Linked DNA regions of Mus musculus: region 2 is linked to region 1. Evidence: chromatin contacts called from public promoter capture Hi-C data. All regions are on one chromosome and are shown on one strand. Each heading gives the region's core, a stretch centred on a gene start, on an enhancer-like site or on the middle of the called end of the contact. The rest is flanking DNA. Distances are from core to core; before and after follow the strand shown.

Evidence for each region. Promoter capture Hi-C pulls out the DNA fragments that hold promoters and counts their contacts.
Region 2: a contact with region 1 is called in a promoter capture Hi-C map of second pharyngeal arch cranial neural crest, with 2.7 times the contacts expected there. The contact joins the promoter of Adgrb1 here to the enhancer-like site in region 1. A contact is called at or near these places in 7 of 39 promoter capture datasets (the 3T3-L1 cell line, cranial neural crest, hippocampal neurons and 3 more), 5 of 484 Hi-C or Micro-C datasets (the N1E-115 cell line, cerebellum, cortical glia and 2 more), 10 of 115 datasets of contacts at active chromatin or transcription factors (embryonic forebrain, embryonic hindbrain, embryonic midbrain and 3 more) and 1 of 9 other capture datasets (embryonic stem cells).

What each region holds. Positions count from the first base shown.
Region 1 is chr15:74,380,586-74,385,108 of GRCm38.p6, forward strand. The region is part of intron 2 of Gm19859 (a long non-coding RNA gene); the gene reads right to left. Among named protein-coding and RNA genes, the nearest start is that of Gm19859, 18 kb to the right of the region's middle. Within about 2 kb of position 2,161, at least 17 of the 459 cell types and tissues checked have an H3K27ac peak or open chromatin away from gene starts, as enhancers often do. A contact at or near this core is called in second pharyngeal arch cranial neural crest, where this site is marked.
Region 2 is chr15:74,514,066-74,518,228 of GRCm38.p6, forward strand. Adgrb1 (adhesion G protein-coupled receptor B1) reads left to right here and starts at 2,131. Exons shown (of 31, transcript NM_174991.3): 1 at 2,131-2,801.

The sequences.
Region 1 (4,523 bases), core at 911-3,410:
AAAGAAAAACCCAGCCATGATGTGGAGGAGTCTTACTTCAAGTACCATCATTCCAGTAGACACACAGCACATGTGAAAAGATAAGGATTCCCACAAAATGACAGAAGCCTTCCTATCCCTTGGGTCCCAAAGTCCTACCCCAGAGGGCCTGAAAGGTGTGCCTGCCTCCTCTCCAAAGGGTGGGTTCCAAAGCCTGGCTTCCCTCTGAGGGGCCCAGCACAGACCTCTGAGCTCCGCTGATGGGCCCAGCCCCCAGCACGTGATACTCTCAGCTGCCGGGTCTCCCCGTCCTCCCATCTGCCTCTCCCTCTGAGGAATCAGTCAGCTGCTGCACTTCACAGTTGCCCTGCAATGTGCTCTGCACGACCCTCCTGGGCACAGGTCTGCTTTTCTCGTCCACCGATCACCGTGGCACCAGCATCTGTTCCCCTGGGTCCATGGCAGGCTGACACCCTGCACTCATCAACACAGGCTACCACCAGCTGCGTGGCTCTTGAGAGAGACACGCTGTGAGCTCCCTAAGCAGGCGCTGCAGTGCCCACACCCTCAACGGCTGGCTACCCTTTGGCCACAGAGCAGCAGGGGCAGAGCAGGTTCACCTGAGCCAAAGGAGAGGCTTGAGCCAGGTCCAGAGGTCAGACAGGGCAAGAGGCTAACCCGACCCAGAGGCTGTGACAAGGAAGTGGGACAGAGCTCCTCAACAGAACTGTGTTTGGAGAGTTGAAGATGGTGTGGACATTCCCCAGACTCCCAAGGAAGACTGGTCTAGGGCAGAAGGGTGGAGGAGGTAGGAGGAGCCTAGAGGAAGGTGGCCCTAGGGAAGAGAGGAACCATTCTGTGGTGTGGTGAGCTGGATCAGTCACTAGGCCCCACTGTCCTTCTCAAGGGGCTTCCCTCTCTCTTTTCAAGATGGTGCCCCCACGATGCATCAGAAATGGCTAGTAATAAGTCGCTTTGGCCAAAACCAGGGAATAGAGTTGGCATTTGCCACTTCTAGGCTACACTAGGTTTCTCTGCCACTCTCTCCTGTCAAGATCTCGGTGGTGTCAGAGAACATGGCCCTGGCAATCTGGGTCTCAGAGTAAAGCGATGCAAAAGACCCACACTAAACCTATGGACCCGACACAGTCATCCAAGCTTGGCGTCGCTAGTATCTGCAGCAAGATGGCCTGGGCTGGCACAGAGGAGGAATAAACACCGCTGAATGGAAAGGGCAATAGATGCTGATCTCAGACAAACCCCAGTATGTCCGCATCTTTGCCCCCTCCCCTCCCCCCAACGCACAAAATGGATGGCCACAAACACATGAGATCTGTGGTGCAGAGCTTGGCAGCTCGTGGTGTGTGCTGAAGTCATTATCCAGGGAGAGCTTAACTAACAAAACCCACAGACAGCCAGACATGCTTGGCCACGCCCGGCTCTGCATCTATCTTCCCACAGCAGCAAGAGTGTACGGAAGAAAATGCAGATGGGGTGACCAGAGGTGGATGGGGGTGGTTGGGGGAAATACAGGACATCTTGCCAGCCAGGTGTGCTGTCCTAGAAATGTTTTCTCAGGAACAGCCACTAGCCTGGGTTCCTTGGGAGTACTGAGGTTTCAAGCTCAGAGTGCTATATGACTCTGGTCTGGAAAGGACCCTCAGAAGCTCCAAATGACACGGGCTGACAGAGCCCCAAGGTGAAGCTTCATGGAAGCCTGAGGACCCCTAGCCAGATATCCTCTGTGTTTGCTTTTTCTTCAATACCTCTATCCATAATACTGACTGTGGACATTGGGTATCAGAACAGGCAACAAGTACCAAGGCTCAGAGGATACCAAGACATGGTCCTAGAAACTTACATGCCTAGGAAGGGTGCCACAGAGACCTGCAGGATGGACATACATGGCACGAGAAGGAACAGCTAGGCCCGTTCAATTTCTCCACTCAAAGCTGGGGGGCGGGGGGGACCTAGCAATGCCTAGAAGGCAACAGCAATCAGACCAGAACATTACACTCCCCGCTCCAGCACACACACACCCGAAACACCCAAAGTGTCTTCCTTCCTTGGGGGAAGAGAATGATGAAATATTTAAGCCTAAGGTCTAAACCAGAAAAGCACAGACTCCCAGGCCAACAGCCTTAGACAGGAGCTCCCAGGCCAACAGCCTTAGACAGGAGCTGTCCGCAGTGCTGAAGCCAAGACAAGAGACACATTCCACAGCCCAGTGCCCTAGCTGGGCCCATAGGACTCTTTATGCAGTAGAATGTTCCTGCTCAGAGTCTCACAGCAAGCAAGTGACACTGAGGCTGAAGAGAGGTCTTTCCATACTCTGTCACCTTCCTCATGCAGGACCATTGATTAACCCCATGACCACGACCTCTCTGAGACTGTGACTCCCCTCAGCTAGGTCTGCAAACAGTGGTAACTATGGAAGAAGAGTTGGCTCGTGCTGATGCCGAGGATAAGCCAGTACAAAAAGGTTAGGAGTGTGGTCTTGCTTATACCAACTTACATGTGTATGCTGGGAACAGTGACCCTGAGGGAACAGGGTTTAATTCCGCTTCCAATGGGGAGTGGCACTTACCTGCCCACTGCTGTGCATAGCCAAGAAATTCTACCTTCTAGCAGAGCTGGCCAGGTCCTGGACACTGCACTTGGAACTAGCTATGGTTCCTCCAAGGACACGGCATTCTCCAGGGTCTTGGCAGGGCTGGGGCCACACATGTGCTTCTTTAGCTGCAGCTCATGTGTGTGAAAGAAAGCTTGCTTGTTGTCAAGGTGCTTGGTATAGTCGTTCTTGTTCTCACTACCATGAAGTAAACAGACAAGTGGCCTGGCTTCTTCAGCACTACCTCTCTGTGTGGTCGGACCAAGATGATGAACGTGTAAGGCCACCTTAGAGTTAAGATTGTATCCCTGCTCTGGCTGATGCTGAAGGTGAGAGTACGGGTGGGTGGAAGATGTGCTGGGCACTCTGATAGCTGTCTGTAGATGCCATCATCTTCCTAATTCAGTGAAGAGAATATCTTCCAGGCGAGGAAAGGACAGTTCACAGGTGATCAAATGTCTAAGTAAATGACATGGCTGGTGTGTTTGGATTCCTATTGCTGTGATGAAACACCATAACCAAAGCAACTTGGACAGGAATGGGGTATCTGGCTTACACTTCCATATCATAGTCCATCACAGAAGGAAGTCAGGACAGGAACTCAAACAAGGCAGGAACTTGGAGGCAGGAGCTGATGCAGAGGCCATGAAGTGATGCTTACCCAGTTTGCTCCTCATGGCTTGCTCAGCCTGATATATATATACACATGCATGCTGTACTGGCTAATTTTGTGTCAACTTGACACAGGCTGGAGTTATCACAGAGAAAGGAGCTTCAGTTGGGGAAATGTCTCCACGAGATCCAGCTGCAAGGCATTTTCTCAATTAGTGGTCAAGACAGGAGGTCCCCTTGTGGGTGGTACCATCTCTGGGCTGGTAGTCTTGGTTCTATAAGAAAGCAGGCGAGCAAGCCAGGGGAAACAAGCCAGTAAAGAACATCCCTCCATGGCCTCTACATCAGCTCCTGCTTTCTGACCTGCTTGAGTTCCAGTCCTGACTTCCTTGATGATGAACAGCAGTATGGAAGTGTAAGCTGAATAAACCCTTTCCTCCCCAACTTCTTGGTCATGATGTTTGTGCAGGAATAGAAACCCTGACTAAGACACATGCCTAGGACCACCAGCCCATGATTGACCTCACCCACAATGTGCTGGGCTCTCCCACATCAATCAATCACTAATTTAAAAAAAAATGCTCTATAGGCTTGACTGCAGTCAGATCTTGCAAGGCATTTTCTCAGTCTAGATTTCCTCCTCTATAGTTTGTGTCAAGTTGACATAAAACTAGCCAGCACAGCAGGCCTCTCAGCAGTGCCAAGTACGTTCCCAGGTAACACAGTGGGAACCACCTACAACCATTATTCTTCTGTGCATGGTGAGGTGATCACAGTGCACTTAAGCACGAATCCCCTCCCTGGCCCATAGTTCTTCTGAACTGGTCCCTCAGCCAGTTTATTTCATGCTTTCTCTATGCCTTTCGCCCACCTCAAAAGATACATGGGAAGCCAGGAGGTTGGATGAGTCCCAGTGTGGGCACGCCTCCTCTCCATAAGGTCCTGCCCAGGGAGGGTGATACCCAGAGTGGTATATGCCTACCCTTGCCCCTGGCTCCATGCCTCAGTCTGGGAGAGCATCCATCTTCGGGCATTAAAAAGGGTTCAAACAGACACAGCTTACACTTGGGTATATGCTGGATTTTTTTTTCCAACTTGACACAAACTACAGTTACCTGGAAAGAGAGAACCTCTCATTTGAGAAAACGGACTCACCATATTGAGCTGTGATTTTCTTGATGAACGACTGATATGGGAAATGCCACCCCTGGTCTTGTGGTCCTGGATGGTGTAAGAAAGATCAAGCCATGAGGATCAAGTCAGTAAGCAGCTTTCACCATGGTTTCTGCTTCAGGTCCTGGGTTCAGGTTCCTGCCTTGAG
Region 2 (4,163 bases), core at 881-3,380, 130 kb after region 1:
CAGGACAACTGAGGCTGTGGTTGACTTGGCATGTGGCTGCTTCAGGGTGGCATTCCCTGCCTCTGACATTGCTCTCGTCTGCAAAGATAGAAGGGGATCCCATTGAGGTCTTACCTTGCACCGTCTGGACTCTGAATCAGAAACTTGGGTGAGGGAAAATTGCAGAGAGCAGCAGTCAGAGGGGCAAGAATGAGTTCCCACACAGGGAGAGGAACGGTTAGCCCCTTATCCTCAGAAGGATATCCCCTTTTTGCCCTGATATCCCAGGCCAAGCAGGTCTCAGCCTTGCCCCAAGAGCCTCCAGGTCAGATCCCCAGATCCCTGCCAGGGATTTCTGCTGTCTTCTCTTATCAGCAAGAAACAAGTGTGGAAAGTGCTTGGATCCTGACTCAGCCTCGCTGCTGCTCAGCTGTCTCTTGGCCTGATATCAGAGGCCCCCTGGTGACCACAGGCTGTTACTGCAGCTAAAAAAGGCCAAAGCAGGGCTAACTAAACTCCAGGGGCTGGAAGATTCAGAGGCCCAGCAGGAGCAGATGAGGGTCGTGAGAGGTCTCCTGGGAGGTATGCCGCCTCCTTTCTGGGATTTCAAATACCTTGGGAAGAATGGCATTTCTCAAGAAGCCTAAGTGAACAGGGTACTGACGAATAGGATGGTCTGGGCTTTAGTGTGGTCCTGCTCTCGGTCCCTCAGGACACCCTTGCAAGGTGAGGCCTTGCAGGAGTAACTGGTATGCAGAGTACCACGTTCAGTGCCTGGGTATCTAATTGGCTTGAGGTGCTTCCCAACACACACACACACACACACACACACACACACACACACACAGAGAGAGAGAGAGAGAGAGAGAGAGGTGTAGGTTGACTGTGATGTTGATGGAACTGATAAGATGTTTTAGTGGGAGTTACAGGACAGCAGTGTGGGTCCTGACACCTGGCAGGGAGAGTGCTGACAGTGGCTGTGAGTTTGTATTGTTGTTGACAGTGGCCTCCGAAGAGAGATGCAAACATCCGGACCCCATGTGTCCTTGGGTAGCAATGGTACTGCCACTGGTCTGCTAAAGTGTGCAAAGTAGTGGGCCCTGTACAAAAGGTTTTGAGTTCAGGGCAAATCACAAATTGTGAAACAGGAGCAAGGGGTCTGATGCAGAAGCATCTTGGTGGAAAAGAACACAAGGCAACTTTTCTGAGGCCAGGGTTTCCAGGACTCTTGTTGTCAGCCTAGACCTAGAGTGTCAAATCTTTTGACATTGAAACATGGCATTGTGGCCTACATATGTGTTGGGTCACATCCATTGTTGTCCTGGGATGTATGGGTGAACATACCTTATAGAGAGAGGCACCCCTTTGGGTCCCTAACAGAGGAGGAACCAGGGATCTTATGATGGAAGACAAAGCAACTGAGGTCTCTCTCCACCCATGGATGGAAACTGGCAGGCAGGGACACTTTAAAACCCACCCCCCTTTGACTCTGTCCCTGGCGGGCTCCCCTCCTCTCAGCATCACAGGACAGAAAGTCTAGACCGGTCAGGCCCAAATGAAGTGGTTCAGTGCCCCACCCCTGCTCTCCCTGGAAGGGCCCCAGTCCCTGCCTCTGACTCCATCTCTTTACCCATCACTCATCCAACCCACCCACCCACTCATCCACCTATGCATGCATCATCCTTCCATCTGCGTGGCCCACCCATCTATGTAGCCCTCCCCATGGTGCCACCCACCAAATCCACTTTCTTCCAGTCCTGCTCACCCTCACCCGCCTCCGCAATTCCACCGACCCTGACCCTGATGGCTACCTGTCCATCCATCAACCCTCCCGACAGCCTCTACCTACATTCACCTGCCTCCACCACCCACACACCTATTGGTCTGTGCACAGCCCTTAACTCCTCTTCTCCAACCATCCGTTTGTTGGTCCACCACTTGTCACCCAGATGCAGCCACTCCCCTGCTCCTGGAGGAGAGCACAGTCCCAACTCTTGGCTTTCCTGCTGCGTGGGGCAGGAGTCGGCTGTCTTAGGTGCGCTCGCCTGAGCGTCGCACTCCTTCTCCGTGATCCCGCTCCCCTCCTCCCAACCCGCCCCCCGCTCGCGCTCCCCCTCTAATGTGTGATCTGGAAGCTCTATAAAGCCTGATGTAATCCGTAATGCAGTCTCTGGCTCCCGATTCGGGATCCAGTTTCAGAGAGCGAGAGATTGGGGAGCGCCGGCAGCCGGGCGGGGGAGCAGCTTGCCTCTCTCCTCCTCCTTCTCCGCGTCCTCGGCCTCCTCCTCCTTCTGCCCGCGCCGCCCCGCCCCCGGCTCCGCTCCGCTCCCCCCCCCCCGCCCCCAGGAAGGGAAAAAAGGCGAGAAGAGCCGGGCAGGCGAGAGGACCGGAGCGGCGGCGCGGCCGGAGAGGGAGCGGCGGGCGCAGGCGGTGGTGGCGGCGGCGGCGGCGGGCGCGGCGTTGGCGGCGGCCCCGGCAGAGCGAGCTGAGCGGGCGAGCCGGCGGCACAGGCGTCCGCGCCGCGTCCTGGCCAGCCTCCGGGCCCGCGCGCCCAGCACAGCCCGCAGCCAGGGCATCCGGACCCTTCTGGCGCCCGGGGGGCTCCGCCAGGCAGGGGGTGGGGAGGAGCCTGAGAGCGCCCGCGGGTGCGCTCTTGGGAACGTCTCGGCGGGGCCCAAAGCGAGTCGGGGGCGGCAGCGACAGTAGCCCCAGCTCGGATCGGGCGCGCGGCTCGGCCGCTGGCGACGCGGTGCGCTCCGGGGGCTTTGCAAGTCGCTGGATCAAGTCCTTGCTCGCCCGTGGGGCCTCTGCTGCTGGGGAAGGTAAGAACGGCTCCGAAGGGGGTGGGGGCGCGGCGAAAGGGGGCGTCTCGCTCTGGGAGGGGGTCGGAGGAGGGATGGCCTCCCGGACTTCCTAACTTCGCCGTTTGGAGCTTCGCAGCTCTCAGGATTAGGCTTGGAGCTCGGGAGTTTGAAAGCCCCCCCCCAAGCCCCATTTCCCCAGCCCCCTTCCTCTTCTAGCGGCGGCAATGGAATCTGGCAGGTCCCTGCGATCCCGCATTGGGCGGGCTGAGGAGGGGGCGCCCTGGACGTGGGAGAGGCTTCTTGGTGCTCCTCACCTCCCCCTCATCCTTACCAGGCAGAGCCGGGCCAACCTGGCAGGCTCAGTCAGAGAAGCACCCCCTGCTCTATTACCCCCACAGACCCAGGGCGCGCTGGGGAAGGCGTTCCCGTGGTGTTCCGACACAGAGATGCTAGCAGGGGTCTGAGGGAGCCCCACCTGGCTCCCTATGCTGGCCCAAGGAGGCTCGCGAGAGACAACCCGGTGTGTCCCCCATTCCCTGATCTTACCCAGAGCCCGTTACATATATTATAGGGCCCGGCTGCATCTCATCCCCACCCCCAGCACAGAGCTGGAGGCGGGCAGAAAAGCCCCCAGACTTCCCGTCACAGCTCTCACCTACAGACCCGACAATGGCAGAGGAGACCCCCGGAGGCTTATCTCCAAATTCGGAAAAAAGGGCTGTCCTCGCGCCCCCACCATCACAACTGACACGCGCATACGCCCTAGCTCATTCCTTCCCGGTGTTCTTTCCTGTTCGGTTGGACAGGCGGCGCAGATAGGCTGCCCTGAACTTTGGGTCGGCCCGCTGCCCTCTCCGACCGAAGCAGCGGAGCTGGGCACCGAGCACTCCCGGTTGCGTTTCTCCAGTGGGCAGAGGCCACCAGCCTCCGCTGCCGCTGCGCTCTTTCGGAGCTGCGTGCCGTTGCCTCTAGGAATGAGCATGGCCCCCGCCCCCTCCTGAAATTCTGAGGGCTCGGGATCCGGCCCGGAGCCCTTTGCTCTGGTCCTCTGTGCAGCCTAAGCAGAACAGAAATTATCCCTGCCCCCGGGGAGGTGGGCAGCTGAATGGAGAATCGCAGCGAAGCTAGGTGGCTTGAGGGTTGGTCGGAGGCTGCGGCTCTGTGCTTGGGTCCCTCCGCCTGGCCGCGGTGGCTCCTGCTTGGTCACTCCCAGGCAGCCCAGAGGGCTGCACCAGCCTGGCACCCTCTCGGGCCTGTTGGGCACCCTTGCCCTTTCCACTTTTATTTTGGGCTTCCAAGTTTCTCTCGGAGCGCGCGGACTGGGCTAAGACTAGCCCAGCCCTAGTCCACTCCTTCCGCGCCCCTTCCCTCCCTGAAGTC